Regions from separate parts of the Sus scrofa genome. Here region 2 is linked to region 1. The links are chromatin contacts, called in public HiChIP or PLAC-seq maps. All regions are on one chromosome and are shown on one strand. The core of a region is the stretch at or near the end of the contact, and the rest is flanking DNA. Distances in the headings are between cores, read along the strand shown. Region 1 holds the start of ATP5L (ATP synthase, H+ transporting, mitochondrial Fo complex subunit G). Region 2 holds the start of IFT46 (intraflagellar transport protein 46 homolog).

The links. HiChIP or PLAC-seq counts read pairs in DNA pulled down with a chosen protein or histone mark.
Region 2: a contact with region 1 is called in an H3K27ac HiChIP or PLAC-seq map of alveolar macrophages. The contact joins the promoter of IFT46 here to the promoter of ATP5L in region 1. A contact is called at or near these places in 1 of 5 promoter capture datasets (fetal liver), 4 of 47 Hi-C or Micro-C datasets (embryonic fibroblasts, heart right ventricle, retroperitoneal adipose tissue and 1 more) and 2 of 2 datasets of contacts at active chromatin or transcription factors (alveolar macrophages and skeletal muscle).

Annotation. Positions count from the first base shown.
Region 1 is chr9:45,703,190-45,711,046 of Sscrofa11.1, reverse strand. ATP5L (ATP synthase, H+ transporting, mitochondrial Fo complex subunit G) reads right to left here and starts at 4,598. Exons shown (of 3, transcript NM_001244137.1): 1 at 4,263-4,598. The coding sequence starts at 4,314. LOC102167309 (a long non-coding RNA gene) reads left to right here and starts at 4,275. Exons shown (of 2, transcript XR_002335663.1): 1 at 4,275-4,406.
Region 2 is chr9:45,858,350-45,866,206 of Sscrofa11.1, reverse strand. IFT46 (intraflagellar transport protein 46 homolog) reads left to right here and starts at 4,289. Exons shown (of 12, transcript XM_003357317.4): 1 at 4,289-4,513; 2 at 5,168-5,264. ARCN1 (coatomer subunit delta) reads right to left here and starts at 2,435. Exons shown (of 10, transcript XM_003357318.4): 1 at 2,264-2,435. The coding sequence starts at 2,266.

The sequences.
Region 1 (7,857 bases), core at 3,349-5,848:
AACCTCATGGTTCCTAGTCAGATTCGGTAATCACTGAGCCACGATGGGAACTCCACACAATTTTTCCACTTTATAATGTGAAAGGTGTTCTGTAAAAACTATACCTCAAGTTTTTATCTTCTCCCAGGCTAGTGATAGTTGGTACCATACTTTCTTATGATGATGCAAAGTGGCAGCAAGATGCAGTTCCCTGTGTGTCATGTGATATAAAGGCAAACAATCAACAGAAAAACATTGTTTTTCAATTTCAGTACAGCAGTCAATAAATTACATGAGATATTCAACAATGTGTTATAAAATAGGCTTTGTGGTAGGTGATTCTGCCCAACCATGGGCTAATGTAAGTATTCGAGCATATTTAAGGTGTGCTGTTATGATGTTTCTAAGTTATGATGTTTGGTAGGTTGGGTGTATTAAACGCATTTTTGACACAACATTCTCAACTTGTGATGGGTTTATTGGTAGGTGACTTTATTACACTGAGGAACTTAACTTTATTAAGTTGAGGAAGCTCTGTGCATACACCTCCCCCCCCTTGTCCACTGAGAGGGCCAAGAGGCAATGATATTCTAGTACAGAAGTACCCCCTTATCTGTGGTTTTGCTTTCCACAATTCAGTTACCTGTGGTCAATCACTGTCTGAAAGTATTAAATGGAAAATTCCATTAATAAACAATCCACGAGTTTTAAACGGTGAGCCTTTCTGGGTAGTGTGGTGAATCTCATGATGTCCCTGCTCCATCCTAATGCTCTGACACAATGCCTACATCATTCACCCACCTCATCTCAACACGCAGGCATTATAACATCTCACTCATATAAGAGTAAAGTACAATAAGATATTTTGAGAGACCACATTCATGTAGTATTTTGTTACAACTGTTCTATTTTATTAATTATTGGTATTACTCTCTTACTGTGCCTAGTTTATAGATTAACTTTATCACAGGTGTGTATGTATAGGAAAAAACAGCATACAGAATTCCTGTTGTGGCTCGGCGGGTTAAGAACCCGATGTAGTATCTGCGAGGATTTGGGTTCGATCCCTGGCTTCACTCAGTGGGTTAAGGATCTGGCAGTGCTGTGGCTGTGGCCAGCAGCTGCAGCTCTGATTAGGCCCCCAGCCCGGGAACTTCCGAATGCAATACATGCAGTAGTAAAAACAACAAGCAAACAAAAAACAAAAAAGCCACAGCATATACAGTGTTTAGTACTACCAGTAGTTTCAGGCATCCTCTGGCAGTCTTGGAACTTATCCCCTGTGATTAAAGGGTGACTACCGTAGACTAGTAGCAAGGAATATATACAGTACCTAGATCTTAGTTTCAAATTACTATTGTCCAATAAAAAGAACTCAGGTTCTTTGGAGAAATGGCTATTTTAAGGCTAGGGCAGGGAATACATAGAATCTGAAGCATCTTGTAGAACTAGAAAGGGGGAATGTCCAAAGGAGAGAGGTGCCATACTGAAAGAGTTCTCAATGGCCAAAGCTGGAATAGTTTGAGCAACAAAATAATATACTACTGGAGGTACAAAGTATGAAATAAATGTGCATGAGTCCACACAATGAATGACTGAATAAATATATGAGGCAGAGACAATTATTTCTCATAGAAGAATTCTACTAAATATATGTAGATATTCCCTCCTACAGGAGATGGAATCCTGCCTCTACCTCCCCCAATTTAGTTACTACTACTTCTTTTTTTTTTTGTCTTTTTGCCATTTCTTGGGCCGATCCTGTGGCATATGGAGGTTCCCAGGCTAGGGATCTAATTGGAGCCATAGCCACCAGCCTACGCCAGAGCCACAGCAACGCCTGATCCAAGCCGCGTCTGTGACCCACACCACAGCTCACGGCAACGCCAGATCGTCAACCCACTGAGCAAGGGCAGGGATCGAACCTGCAACCTCATGGTTCCTAGTCGGATTCGCTAACCACTGTGCCCTACGGAACTCCTACTTCTTTTTTTTTTTTTTTTTTTTTTTGCCACATCCATGGCGTGTGGAAGTTCCCGGGCTGGGGATCAAACAAGCACCAGAGCAGTGACAATGCTGGATCCTTTAACCACTAGGCCACCAGGGAACTCCTAGTTACTTGCTTCTAAAAAATATGGAAAGGAAAAAACAGTAACTTTAGGAGAAACCTAGTGAAACTACCTTAACCAAATGATGAAAGCTAATTTCACTAGTGATGTTATATGAATATCACTCACATCCTGATATGTGATTAGGGCACTTCCCTTTGGTGGTATTCTCTTTCAAAATCCATAGTTCCAGACTAATCATTACAAAAACTCCAGACAAATCCAAATTGAGGACCATCTTTATAGGACACCTAGACAGACACCTTAAGACTGTCAAGGTCATGAAAGGTAAGCAAAGACTATGAAACTGTCATAGACTGTGACAAGGCTGGATACTTAACCTGTCGCACCAGAAGAGAACTCCAATTTTTCATATACTTAACATTAACATTTAATACACTGAGTTAATTTAGAAAACAAAATATATTTCTACTTTAGCATTCTGGCCCCGGTTGAGTTCTCCTTTCTGAGTATGTCTGGAAGAATAACAACCTTTATCTTTATTCATAATAAAGAGCTGAATTAATTATAACAAGTTATATTTCATAATTTAAAACTTTCTTATTTTTTTTGTAAACTATTATTAAAATTGGTCTTACCAACTATAATGGAAAAGATAAAAATCATTTGGAAAAAAAAAATTGGTCTTCAATTCCTCAAGACACCACTGAAAAGATGTGAAAGCCAGAGTTCCTGCTGTGGCTCAGTGGAAACGAACCCAACTAGCCCATGAGGATGAAAGTTCCATCATCCCTGGACTCGCTCAGGGAGTTAAGGATCTGGTGTTGACCGTGAGCTGCGGTGTAGGCTGTGGATGGGGTTCGGATCCCGAATTGCTGTGGTTGTGGTGTAGGCTGGCAGCTGCAGCTCGGATTTGACCCTTAGCCTGGGAATTTCCATATGCCACACGTGTGGCAATTAAAAAAACAGGCAAAGAAGGAATTAAAAAAGATGTGAAAGCCATGGCAGGAGGAAAAAAAAACCCACTTGCAATTCTAGAAAATTTGTCTCAAATCATCCACAAAGTCGAAATAAGCAAGCTGCTATGTCTTCTCTTTGTACTATGTAAAAAATGTAGTGCTTTTAGTAAAGTTGCACACTTAAGTTCTTTGGTTAAGTGTATTAACTGGTAGTAGGAAGGGAACCATAGGAAGAATCAATTATTTGACTGTTAAGACTTTCAATAACTGTTCATGGAAGAAAGGAAGGAGACAATGAATAAGAAAATACCAATCACAGCAAAATAGCTTCAGAAATATTATACATATTAAAAAAATTTCTATTTACTTTTCTAATCAAATCTGACCGAAAGCTATTTAGAGATCTGCGCTTCAACCACTTACTTAGAATATAGCACATCTAATGGAAAGGCTTCCGTTAATTTAACTGATCTCATTTTGGGAATAAAATGAATAGCTTGATACCCAGCAGACAACTGAAACATTTACTCACTTAAGACTACTACTCTGGGCTGTGACTATTCACCTGTTCCGAAACACAGCGTTCGACCAGCGATGCTTTTCCAAACGGAAAATCCCCACGGACGCTGAACTATGATAATAAGGATTACTATTTACACATATCCCTTCCTATACTTACCAAGGCAGGGACATTCGTCCGTAAAGTTCAACTTCATCTGAAAACTCACTTAGATTAAAGACAAAATACCTCGGAGCCTGGCCAAGGCATAAAGCAAAGGCAACGTTCCAAAGGTCACCCATCCTTAAAAGCTCTGTAGCCTTCCAAATACTCCACCGGAAGCAGAAAAGCCGATGAGGCCGCACGTCTGTACTTCTACACGTCTCTGTCCTCACCTCCCTCGCCCTCCTAACAGAGCCATCCCCCTCCCTGCTCCTTTTCCGAGCGGTCCAAGGGCGTCATGGCGGCGGCTGCAGGGCAACCCCCGGCTGCTTGCACACTCCCTCCCCTCCCCGTCGTGGTCAAAATTCAGAACTTCTAGATTGTAGAGAGAACCCAAGCCGCAGGCCTGGCCAAAAGGCTAGAAAAGAATCGCGAATCTGCCTTCTGTCCCCAGTCCTCCTTCAGGCGGCACACACAACAGCTCCGCCGGCCCCTCGTGACCGCAGCCCGCGTCCTCCCCTCAGGCCCTCGCAGGCCTCTCCCCCGCACCCCGCGCCCGGGTACCCCAGTCGGCAGGCTTCACGCCGCGCTCACCGTTAACCAAGACCGGTGCCTTCTCCGCGAGGTTACGGACAAACTGGGCCATGGTTCTAGGAGTGAAAGTCCGTCGCTGCGACTGGCTGGCTGAATGTCACCCGCCAGGAAGGACCTGCGGCAGGACCCCGTTCCGCTTCCAAGGTCAGGCCTCCTCTTTCTGCGCCTGTCCAATATATTTAGGTGTACTGTCTCTTCGGAATCCAGTGGGTCAGTTTATTTTCTTCACTCACAAGAGGGAAAAGTGGGTATGAGAAGATGAGATCAGAGAGCAGGTAAAAAGCAACACATTTCTGCCGCAGAGAAACAGGCATTTCTTGGGGCAGCCGCTCAGGGAAGTCGGAAGACAGGAGCGGGGCGGGAAGGCGCATGTGCCCTGAGCGTCCCGGGCAGCCTGCTGCTCCCACCTCCACTTTTTGTGTAGGGTGCTTTTGCAGCTTTTCTGGGACAACGTGGGAAGTTAGGACTGGAAGGCGCTGTTGCGATTTTTCTAGGCCAACACGATCGTCTTACAAAGGCAGAGGGTCCTAGGCCAAACATGTATAGTGGGGGGGGGGGGGGGCGCTACGTAACTTGTCATCTGCCTCAGCCCATTGCTTTTCTCTAGTTGATCTTTTGTAATCCCCGTCTCCCTTGCATCCTGTATCAGGGTTAGAATCTAATTCCCTAACCAGCCACAAGGAACTGTTCAGATATAAAGAACAAAATCACATTTACTGACGGCTTCCAGTCTGTTAGGCATTCTGGAATTTAAAGAAAGCCTCTGTGTCAGGTAACGTCCCCATTTAAGACTGGAATTGATAAATGTTCATATAGCAGAGTTGGGATCTGAAGAAGTTGCATTGTAAACAAAGAAAAGGCATTAGTATGGAATTAGGCGTCTTGCTGATCTGGGAAGACTTCCTAGAGAAGGAGGTCCTTGAATTAATGTATAACAGAACACCTATGTACTACAGAGTTGAAACTTTATAGTTAAATATAACTGGAGGAAAAGATACATATAGGGAAGTGGCATTTGATGAGAAAAACAGAATAAGTAATGTACCTGGAAGAAGCCTGAGCAGAAGTAAAACTTTGATTGATGGAATGGTTAGAGGTGGAATGAAAAATTAGGAGTGATATCAAGAAGCCAAGATCAGCCTTTGAGTGAAGGAGTGATTCAGTTGCCTGATACTCTAGAGAAGTCAAAGAAAGGCTGGGGATGTTAATTTAGCAGTATGGAAACATAGATCAGTTTCAAACAATTAGGACAGAAGTCAGAGTGGATGAGTGAGAAATATGGCTATAAAGGAATATGAATCAGAAAACCAAATGAGATGTGAAACTGAAGGGAGAGATGAAGCTAGAGAGAGGGGACTGACAAGATTCCTGCTGAGGTAGGAGATAAGGTTGTTGGGATTAGCCCTGGAGTGGTGGGGCCTTTTCCACAGATGGAATGATGAAAGAGAAGTCTGAAAGTGGAAATTCTGATGTCTTTGAAATAGAAGGCAAGTTCACCTGAGTGTGAAGGGTTAAATGGGAGCGTGGGAGAGAATTTGAGGAAAGAGGTTAAGTTTGGAATAGCTGCTAAGTTAAGGACACACAGAGTTGTTGGGTAATGTTAGAGACACATTTATGGCCACACCACTCTAAAGGCTGTCATTTTTCTCCAATAGTTGTTTGTAGCTGGAATATTGGAGCAGGGAGAATGGCTGGGTTAGTTAATCTGGGTTGAGGTCTTGCATAGGAGAGTACAGAAACAAGAGGCAAGAAAGGGGAACATGATAATCAACAATTAAAATGAAAGACCTGTGGTTTGGGCCAGAAAAGTGAAGCCAAAAATGAACTGCTTAGGAAAATACATGCCCAGAGACTCATCTTCTGAAGCTAACTCCAGGGTCCAGAAGTCTAGCAAGGGAGGTCAAGTTAGCCAGGCCACACGTTTGATACGACCTTAAAAAAAAAAAGTGAAGTGTAGAGTCCTTGAAGTTTTCAGAAGGATTTCTGAAATTGCCACTGCCTTTTAATACTGTAATAAAGGAAGTGATAACAAAAGGTTGTAAGTCAGATGTTCATTTATTAAATACAAGTTTGAACAAACACCCCCAGGCAAGTTTGATCAGAAGTAACCTTCCTGGAATGTTTCCAAATACAGTTATGTTGATCAAATTTTATTTCAATCAAACTTTTTTGTCATTTTGTTCTTCATTTTCTTTGTTTCTAGGTTTCTTTTCCTGTTTAGCAGTTAGAGCATGTGCATTATTTTCTTACGTGACATCAACAGTGCAGCATCAAGCCTCTGGCTTGTAAAGGCACCCAGTAGACTTATGCTCTGTGCAATGGCTGCTTAGCAACCAGCATCAAATAAAGTAATGAAGCTTTTGTAGGGTGTGATACCAAATAGCAACCGGCACCTTCACCTGCACCATTAAAAAACCTCTGAAGTTTCTTTCACTTTTCAAATATCTATTAAAAACTATATTAAAAAAAACAACAACCCAGATTGCTTGATAAAACCTACTTAAATAATTTTCCAAGTTTAGTATTACCCTCTTAAAAAGCAATACTAGAGCTGATTAAAGAGTCTTCATTTTCCTATCATACCCTAGCAAAGCCAACACACAAAACTTGATATATCAGAAAGTTTGCTCTAATAAGTTTAGAGCTGCTTCTGCATTCTGGATAACACAACACCTCTTTAAGTGTCCAAGTGCATATATAAATACCATGTTGTACCAAGATGATAATTTTTTAGTCTCATTTTTGGGGTGTTCTTAAATTACTTCAAGGAAAGAAAAAAGGCACAGAGGACACCTGGCTTCCTTACCAATAGTGGCCTTAAGCTATGCACTTGTCTTTGTAATGAGTTTAAAGATACTCAGCAGCATTAATGGTGCCATAGCCTTTCATAAAAAGTTTCAGGAAAAGAGCTTTAAAAAAAAAAAACAAAAACAAGCTTGCCAGAAAGGCTTACAATCTGAAGACTAAACACAGAAGTAGAATACAGACACAGATACAAGAGGCAGCATAGAGGTTGTTCAATAGAAAGCCGCTGGGAACAGCTGCCTTCTGAGGTTTTGTGCCCGTTTTTTCTTCCAATTTTCTCCTATAAAATTCTGGTCTTTTCTCCACTTCTTTTAAAAGTCAAAATATCCTATTAGACTGGGTTTGGAAGATAAATACAAGCAGACAGAAGCTTTTTTATATAGTTAATTCTCAGAGATATAAATGAAGATAATAAATATGAAATGAAGCTCATTTTAAGAAATAAATCCTGTCAACCTATATCTTAAAGGCTCAAGGAGCATAGTGAATTATTATCTTACATTCTGGCGTTTGCAAGAGTTCCAGCCAGGCTTTTTCATTTATAAGCACAGCAACAGGCAACATCTACTTTCTATCTAGTGTGGGATGCCCTCCGATTTGAGGGTTTCCAGCTGATACCATCAAAAACACATCAAAGACTGCTTATAACAGCTCGTGCTGGAATTTCATAAAACTACCATCTTATTTGAAACAGGCTGTGGTTAATAATAACGTCCTCTAAATGAAGCAATGACCCCTGTTTCTAGATCATATCGCTTTTCCTGTTAGTTATATTTCAGGCTTAGAGGAA
Region 2 (7,857 bases), core at 3,040-5,539, 160 kb before region 1:
ACACCTAGGGCTCTACCATTATCTCTGGTTATTGATGAATTAAAAATAGTATTGGGGGAGTTCCCGTTGTGGCTCAGTGTTTAACGAATCTGACTAGGAACCATGAGGTTTCAAGTTCCATCCCTGGCCTTGCTCAGTGGGTTAAGGATCTGGCATTGCCATGAACTGTGGTGTAGAATGCAGATGCAGCTTGGATCAGGCATTGCAATGGCTGTGGTGCAGGCCAGCAGCTGTAGCTCTGATTTGACCCCTGGCCTAGGAAACTCCATATGCCTTGGGTGCAGCCCTGGAAAAGATAAAAAGATTTAAAAAAAAAAAAATAGCATTGGGGAAAAAAAAATTGTACTAGGTTCCAAGAACTTTTCAACAAACAAAGGTTTTTGTTTTGTTTTGTTTTTATGGCCACACCCAGAAGTTTCTGGGTCCAGGGAATGAATCTGAGGTGAAGCTGTGACCTACACCACAGCCATAGCAATGCCAGATTTTTACTCCACTATGCAGGGCCAAAGATTAAACCCATATCTCTGCAGCAACCTGAACCACTGCAGTAGGATTACTTTTTTTTTTTTTTTTTTGCTTTTTAGGGCTGTACTCATAGCATATGGAAGTTCCCAGACTAGGGGTCAAATTGGAGCTGCAGCTGCAGTCCTATGCCACAACCACAGCAACGGCAGAATACAGGTGGTGTGTGCAACCTACACCACAGCTCACAGCAACACCAGATCCCTGACCCACTGAGGGACTGAACTTGCATCCTAAGGATTCTTTCCACTGCACCACGAAGGGAACTCCCTGCAGTTGGATTCTCAACCCAGCAGGAACTCTTTGATTTACAAGGTTTTTGTAAAGATCACCTATGTTTGGTTTATGTAACACAAGGCTTTAATTTTGACTTTAAAATTATAATATACTCTGAAATGCATTATAAGTACACCCAGGATGTAAAAGGAAAGTAACTTAAAAATCACTACCCAAATATTAAGCCTCCCAGTGGAAATGAAGAAAGGACTTTTTGGAAATTTTATGTCCGACATAAAAGTTTTATGAGGCAAACCTGCTTGATGCAATTTATATGCCTGAAGCTGAAGAAAATCTTTCAGTGGTTTAAAGCCCAAGCACGAAAAAGGCTGTCAACAGAACTTAATATGACTGGCACCAAATTACATCATCATATCTGAAGCATGTAGGAAAATGCTTTAAATCAAATTATGAACCTACTGACAAAAAAAGAATTAAAAAAAGGAATATCCTTCAAAAGACTGAAGGCCATAAAGTGCACTTAAAAATAAATTTATAGCTTGTTTGGAACCAAAAAATTTCTCCTGCTTCATAAATACCCATCCGCGGTAGTAATAAAGCAAGATTTGGTGGATTGAGCATTGTGTTTTGTCCCATCCCATCCACATTAATTTTAACTGTCTCAACAACAGATGGGAACACAACTGAAGGCAAGTAGCAAGTCCCAGAGTGTGAACCCTTTCTCACTCCCGTGAGACATCTGACACACACATTTCATTTCACCTGAACTATAAGCTCCTTGAAGACAGAAAGCCTGTGTTCTCCTTAATCTGCTCACATTTCTACAATGCTCCATACACACCTATATACTCAATCGCACTGATAAATGGACTTACCCAAGATCTACAGAAATAGGTAGCAGCTTTCAGGAACACTTGGGTCCTACAAATTAGTGCCAGAAGTTAATCCTACCTGTTCTAGGCCTCTTTTCGGAACTGTCCTCTATTTCTCCCTTTTGAACAAACTAAAGAAAAAGTCCGGAACGCTAACGGATTTAGATTTAGGTTTAGAACATCAATGGCCTAAGGAACACCGGGGGGAGGTGAGCCGATTACAGAAGAGAACTCCTGAGAGGCCCGGCTTGCTGAGCCTAAGCACCCACGGAACCTGCTGGACACTAGCTTCCTGGTCCGCAGAGTGGGGTCCACGGGACATCACTAAGAGGTTCCTGCAGAGCAAAACTCCAGGCCCGTTTTAGGGCCTGAGTCCTGGCAGAGCAGGGTGCCCAGCCGATTGCGGGGGAGGGGTGTGGGCGCAACGACAGACGACTGGAGGAGTCAGGTCCCTCGGATCTCTCCACAGGTCGGACACAGGGTAGGGAAGGCCACAACGCTCCCAGAGCCCCAGCGAAGCGACCGGCTCCGGGCGCTCGGGGCGGGGCTCCTCTGGCCCCAGCACCAGGCCGGCAGCAGGGAAAGCGGGCGAGCGAGGCCGTCCAGGGAGCTGGGTCCGGCTCAGGTCTTACCATGGTGAGGGCGGTGGTGAGGCGCTCCCGCGCTCCAGCTCCACTGCGACTCCGGCTGGGGTGGGAGGAAGGGGAGCACCCGCCGCTCAGAACCTGCTGCCCCCCTGACAGGAGCGCCGGCCGCTTCGCCTCCTGCCAAGATGGCGGCCTCGAGCCACGTCTCCAACCGGAAACGGCGCGGGTCAAAGGCCGGGAGGCGGGGCGCCGTGAGTGGGGAGACCGGGCGCAGGGCTGCTACGCAGGCTGTGCCATGGAGTCCTGGAGCCTCCACCTCCTGCGTGGAACCGCTGGCTTCAGTTCCTTCACCGTCCTCAGCGCCTTCGTTTAAATTGCGAAATCTCTTGCAGTTTATAAAGCTCTCAGAGCCACTGGTAGCATTTAACATACAAAATAACTGGTGTTCATAAGGGACTAGTAGCCAGAATATATAAAGAATCCTTAAAACTCAACAATGGAAGGAGTTCCCCTTGTGGCTCAGTGGAAACGGAACGGGACTAGGATCCATGAGGATTTGGTTCCATCCCTGGCCTGATGCAGTGGGTTAAGAATCCAACATTGCCTGAGCTGCAGTGTAGGTGACAGACACAGCTTGGATCTGGCATTGCTGGTGGCTGTGGCAGCAACTGCAGCTCTGATTTGACCCCTAGCCTGGGAACTTACATATGCCACGGGTGCAACCATAAAAAGACAAAAACAAAACGATAGATGGCCAATAAGCACATAAAAATATGCTCAATATCTTTAGTCCTTAGGGAATTGCAAATCAAAGCTTGCTAGGATGGCTATAATAATAAGAGTTGGTGAGAATGTGGAGAAATTAGAACTCTCATACACTGCTGGCGGGAACCTGAAGTAGTTTAATTGTTTGGGGAAAGCTTGGCAGCTCCTCAAAAAGCTAAGCATGGGGTTACCATGTGACCCAGCAATTCACTCCTATGTATGCGCCCAAGAGAGTTAAAACCACACACCCATACACAACCTTGAACACTAATGTTCATAGAAACATTGTTCATAATAGCCAAAAAGTGGAAACGATCCAAGTGTCCCTCAGTACTCGAATGAATAACAAAATGTGGTATATTTAGAGTTCCCACCGGCAAAGCGGAAACGAATCCGACTAGGAACAATGAGGTTTCGGGTTCAATCCCTGGCCTCACTCAGTGGGTTAAGGATCCGGGGTTGCCATGAGCTATGGTGTGGGTTGTAGACGCGGCTGGGATCTGGCATTGCTGTGGCTCTGGCATAGGCCGGCAGCTACAGCTCCGATTAGACCCCTAGCCTGGGAACCTCCATATGCCGTGGAGGAAGCTCTAAAAAGACAAAAAAAAAAAAAAAAAAAAAAGGTAGTATATCTAAACAATGGAATATTAGTCACAAAAAGGAATTAAATTCTGATACATGATACAACATGGATGAACCTTGAAAATACTATGTTAAGTGAAAGATGCCACTCACAAAAGACCGTATCTTCTATGACTCCATTTATGTAAAATATCCAGAACAGATAAATCCATACAGAGAAAGAATGGCCGGCAGCTACAGCTCTGATTTGACCCCCAGCTTGGGATTTTCCATAGGTCGCAGGTGCAGCCCTAAAAAAAATTAAAATTAAAAAATTAAAAAAGCGGGAGAATGTGTTAAATTTGAATCACAGGTAAATAATAATTTGTTAATACTATAAATATGTCCCATGCTATGGACACAGTGGAGGGGAAAGACTATAATGTAATAAAAATGCTATAAAAGTAGTACAGAATGTCAGGAATTGAGGCAACCCCTGAGTTTGCCTAAAGGCTGAGTGGTCTGACTTAATAGGAACTCATACCTACTGATCCTTTCCCTGGGTAAAAAATGCAGACCGTGTTTCGGGATCTAGAGCTTAACTCTCTACCAACCGGAATTCATCTGATTTGCTGCCTGCAGCCGCTAGATGCCACCACAGACACATCTGTTGAAATCTAAACAATCACGATGTGAGCTCCTCTTTTTCTGCTTGGCTCCTTAGCTGGGGAGAAACATAATGCGCGAGTTGAGCTCTCACGAGAGTTAAAGGAAGTCTCGCGATTTTTCTGTTTCTTTCTTCGCTCTTTTTATTTATTTATTTATTGTTTGTTTGCTTAGCTACTGACAACACGCCAGTTGCTCCCCTTCTTTCCAAGTAAAAGTGGCCTGGCCTGAGATTAGGGTGAGACCCCAGCCCTAGGCTGGGGTTCCTTCCAGATAGAAGAGACGGATTCGGAGGGGCTACAGGTAATTCGTACTCACCCTAACAGAGAACGCTTCCTCTCTCCCAAGAGGAATAGAAAGGACTCCTTTTCTGTCCTCGCAACCCCTCTCCACTTCTTTCCGTTTTCTTACCCACTATACTTTCTCCCTTCCCTTCACGCCATCACCGACCATTCTGCTTGCCTTACTCCCCACGAAACGTAAGGGGCATCCGAACTACAAGACGAGACCAAGGGGGGTGGGGTGGTCATGGTATAGATGAGGGTGATGCTTTTGGACCAAGAGACTAGAGTTTAACCTCTCTTAGAGGAACAGCCCCCGCCCTGGTGACTCTAGAAACAGAATTGTTTCTAGAACCTCTACAGCTAAGAAATCCCAGCAGCCTTGGGAAACTGACCGAACCTGAGGCTCACTTGAGCCGTTCTCTACAAAAGAGCTTTGGGGAAGGTGATGCAGAAGTTGGCTGTTGTTTCGCTCCAGGATTTCTTCGTTCTCCGGTCAGCCTGCCAGCAGTTCCTAAATAAGGGCTGCAGCAGAATGACTTAACTGCTTGAACTGGGGTGAGGGTTTCATGTAAAACTGGTGTCTCGGAACCATTGCTGGTTTGGAGTCCAGCTCCCCACAGAGTGCTTACTGTCCCGTGATAGGAGCTGTGTAATCATGTTTCCTTTTACTTAGACCAAGATTATAGAAAACCAGACATATGATGAGCGTCTAGAGATTAACGACTCGGAAGAGGTTGCAAGTATTTATACTCCTCCCTCAAGACACAAAGGTAAGAAATAAATGAAGAGAAAAGAAGACAGACGGTTCTCAGAGCAAAGAGCAGGATGGACTCATGATTGTTTCCAATAATTTTTTAGTTTATAATAGCAAATGTTGACTTTCAGAGTCAAGTTATTTGTTGTCGCTTCTGTTTTCTAACTACTTAAGGAGGGAGAAAACACCGCCACCCACATTGCAGGATCTTCCTTCAATCTGACCAGTTTCCCATCATCATTTATTTCGTGATACTCTTTACCCATAATCTGCCAGGGGTTCATGTTTGTTTATTTAATTTATCAAAAGTCTTGGAGTTCCCGTCGTGGCGCAGTGGTTAACGAATCCGACTAGGAACCATGAGGTTGCGGGTTCGGTCCCTGCCCTTGCTCAGTGGGTTAACGATCCGGCATTGCCGTGAGCTGTGGTGTAGGTTGCAGACGCAGCTTGGATCCAGCGTTGCTATGGCTCTGGTGTAGGCCGGTGGCCACAGCTCCGATTCGACCCCTAGCCTGGGAACCTCCATATGCTGCGGGAGCGGCCTAAAGAAATAGCAAAAAGACAAAAAAAAAAAAAAAAAAAGTCTTTTGCTCAGTTTTGAAGATGCTTCAGTAACCTGCGCTTAACCTGCAATGCCAATTAAAATCTCAACGGAATATTTTTAGAGGACTTCACACCATCATTTATTCAACAAACATTTTTTGAATGCCTGCTGTCAGCCTTATGCTTCGCACTAGGTATGCTGTATTAAAAGAGACATTAACCCTGTCATCCTGATGCTTGTGATTACGGGAGACAGACGCCAAATAAATAAAGAGACAAAATTACAGATGCATTAAGTGCATGATGGAAGCAAAGAGTTTGATGTTATGGAGAATATTGGTGAGGAATGGGCTCCACTTTTGATAGAAGGATCAAGGAAGACCCAAGGAGGTGATAGTTGAAGCTGAAAGATGAGAAGGGTCTCGACATTGAGGAAAAGTAAGCCAGGAAGAGGGAGCAGCAAGTGAAAATTGAAAAGGCACTGAGGCCAGAAAGAACTTCATTAGTTTGAGGACTTGAAAGAGACCAGCATATGGTAGGGGGAAGTAGCCTCAGAGGTGGGCGGGAGGCATGACAAGCAGGGCTCAAGAGGCCATATTCCTCTTATGTGTGACATGGATTGAAAGGTGCTACGGAGAAAGTAGGGGGTCAGTAGGACTGTTGCCATGGTGGAGTTGAGGTGACAGTGGCTTGGATGTGGTGACAGTTGATAATAGAATTGGTTAATGCCAGAGGTATTGTTGTGGTCAGATCACTGAGAGTTGCTGAAGGATTGAATTTAACTCCTGACTTAGGAATCAAGGATGACGTCCAGGCTTGTTTGTTTGCTTATTGTGGTTAATTTGCCTACATAAAAATTTGGTATTTTGACGATTTTGAGGTATACAGTTCAGTAGCACTAAGTGGTTCCTGTTGTTGTGTAACTATTTCCAAAACTTTTTCATCATCCCGAATAGAAATTGTACCTGTTGAACAGTAACCCTCCATTCCCCTTCCCCTCCCAGCCCCTGCTAACCTTTTTATGGTTGAATAATATTCCATTGTATATATAACCAAATTTTTTTTTTTTTTTTTTTTTTTTTTTTTTTTTTTTGTCTTTTGTCTTTTGTTGTTGTTGTTGTTGTTGTTGCTATTTCTTGGGCCGCTCCCGCGGCATATGGAGGTTCCCAGGCTAGGGGTTGAATCGGAGCTGTAGCCACCAGCCTACGCCAGAGCCACAGCAACGCGGGATCCGAGCCGCGTCTGCAACCTACACCACAGCTCACGGCAGCGCCGGATCGTTAACCCACTGAGCAAGGGCAGGGACCGAACCCGCAACCTCATGGTTCCTAGTCGGATTCGTTAACCACTGTGCCACAACGGCAACTCCCAAATTTTGTTTATCCATTTGTCTGTTGATGAGAACTTGGGTGGCTTCCACCTTCTGGAGATTGTGAATGTGCAACTATGTACATTGGTGTACAACTGTCTGAGTCCCTGCTTTCAATCTTTTATATAAAACCTATACACCCAGGTTTCTGACTTAAGCATACTTATAATCTTGCCAGCCATGGTCATTATAATTTGTTTTTAGTTTAGGCAAGTTAATAGGCAGAAAAATAGGCATTTGATTGACTTAGAAATCATTGAACATATTTTCATGCCAGTTAATAATATCTTACCTTTGACTATGCTTTTATTTATTTTATTTTATTTTATTTTTTTGCTTTTTAGGACCTGCAGTATATAGAAGTTCCCAGGCCAGGGGTCGAATCAGAGCTGCAGCTGCTGACCTGCACCACAGCCAACAGCCACGCTGGATCCTTAACCCACTGTGAGGCCAGGAATGAACCCCCATCCTCATGGGTACTAGTCATGTGTGTTACCGCTGAGCCACAATGGGAACTCCTGATTATGCTTTTTTTTTTTTTTTTTTTTTTTGTCTTTTTAGGGCCTCGTCCACAGCATATGGAGGTTCCCAGGCTAGGAGTTGAATGGAAGTTGTAGCTGCCGGCCTATACCACCGCAATAGCAACACAGGATCCGAGCCATGTCTGCAACCTACACCATAGCTCACAGCAACACCA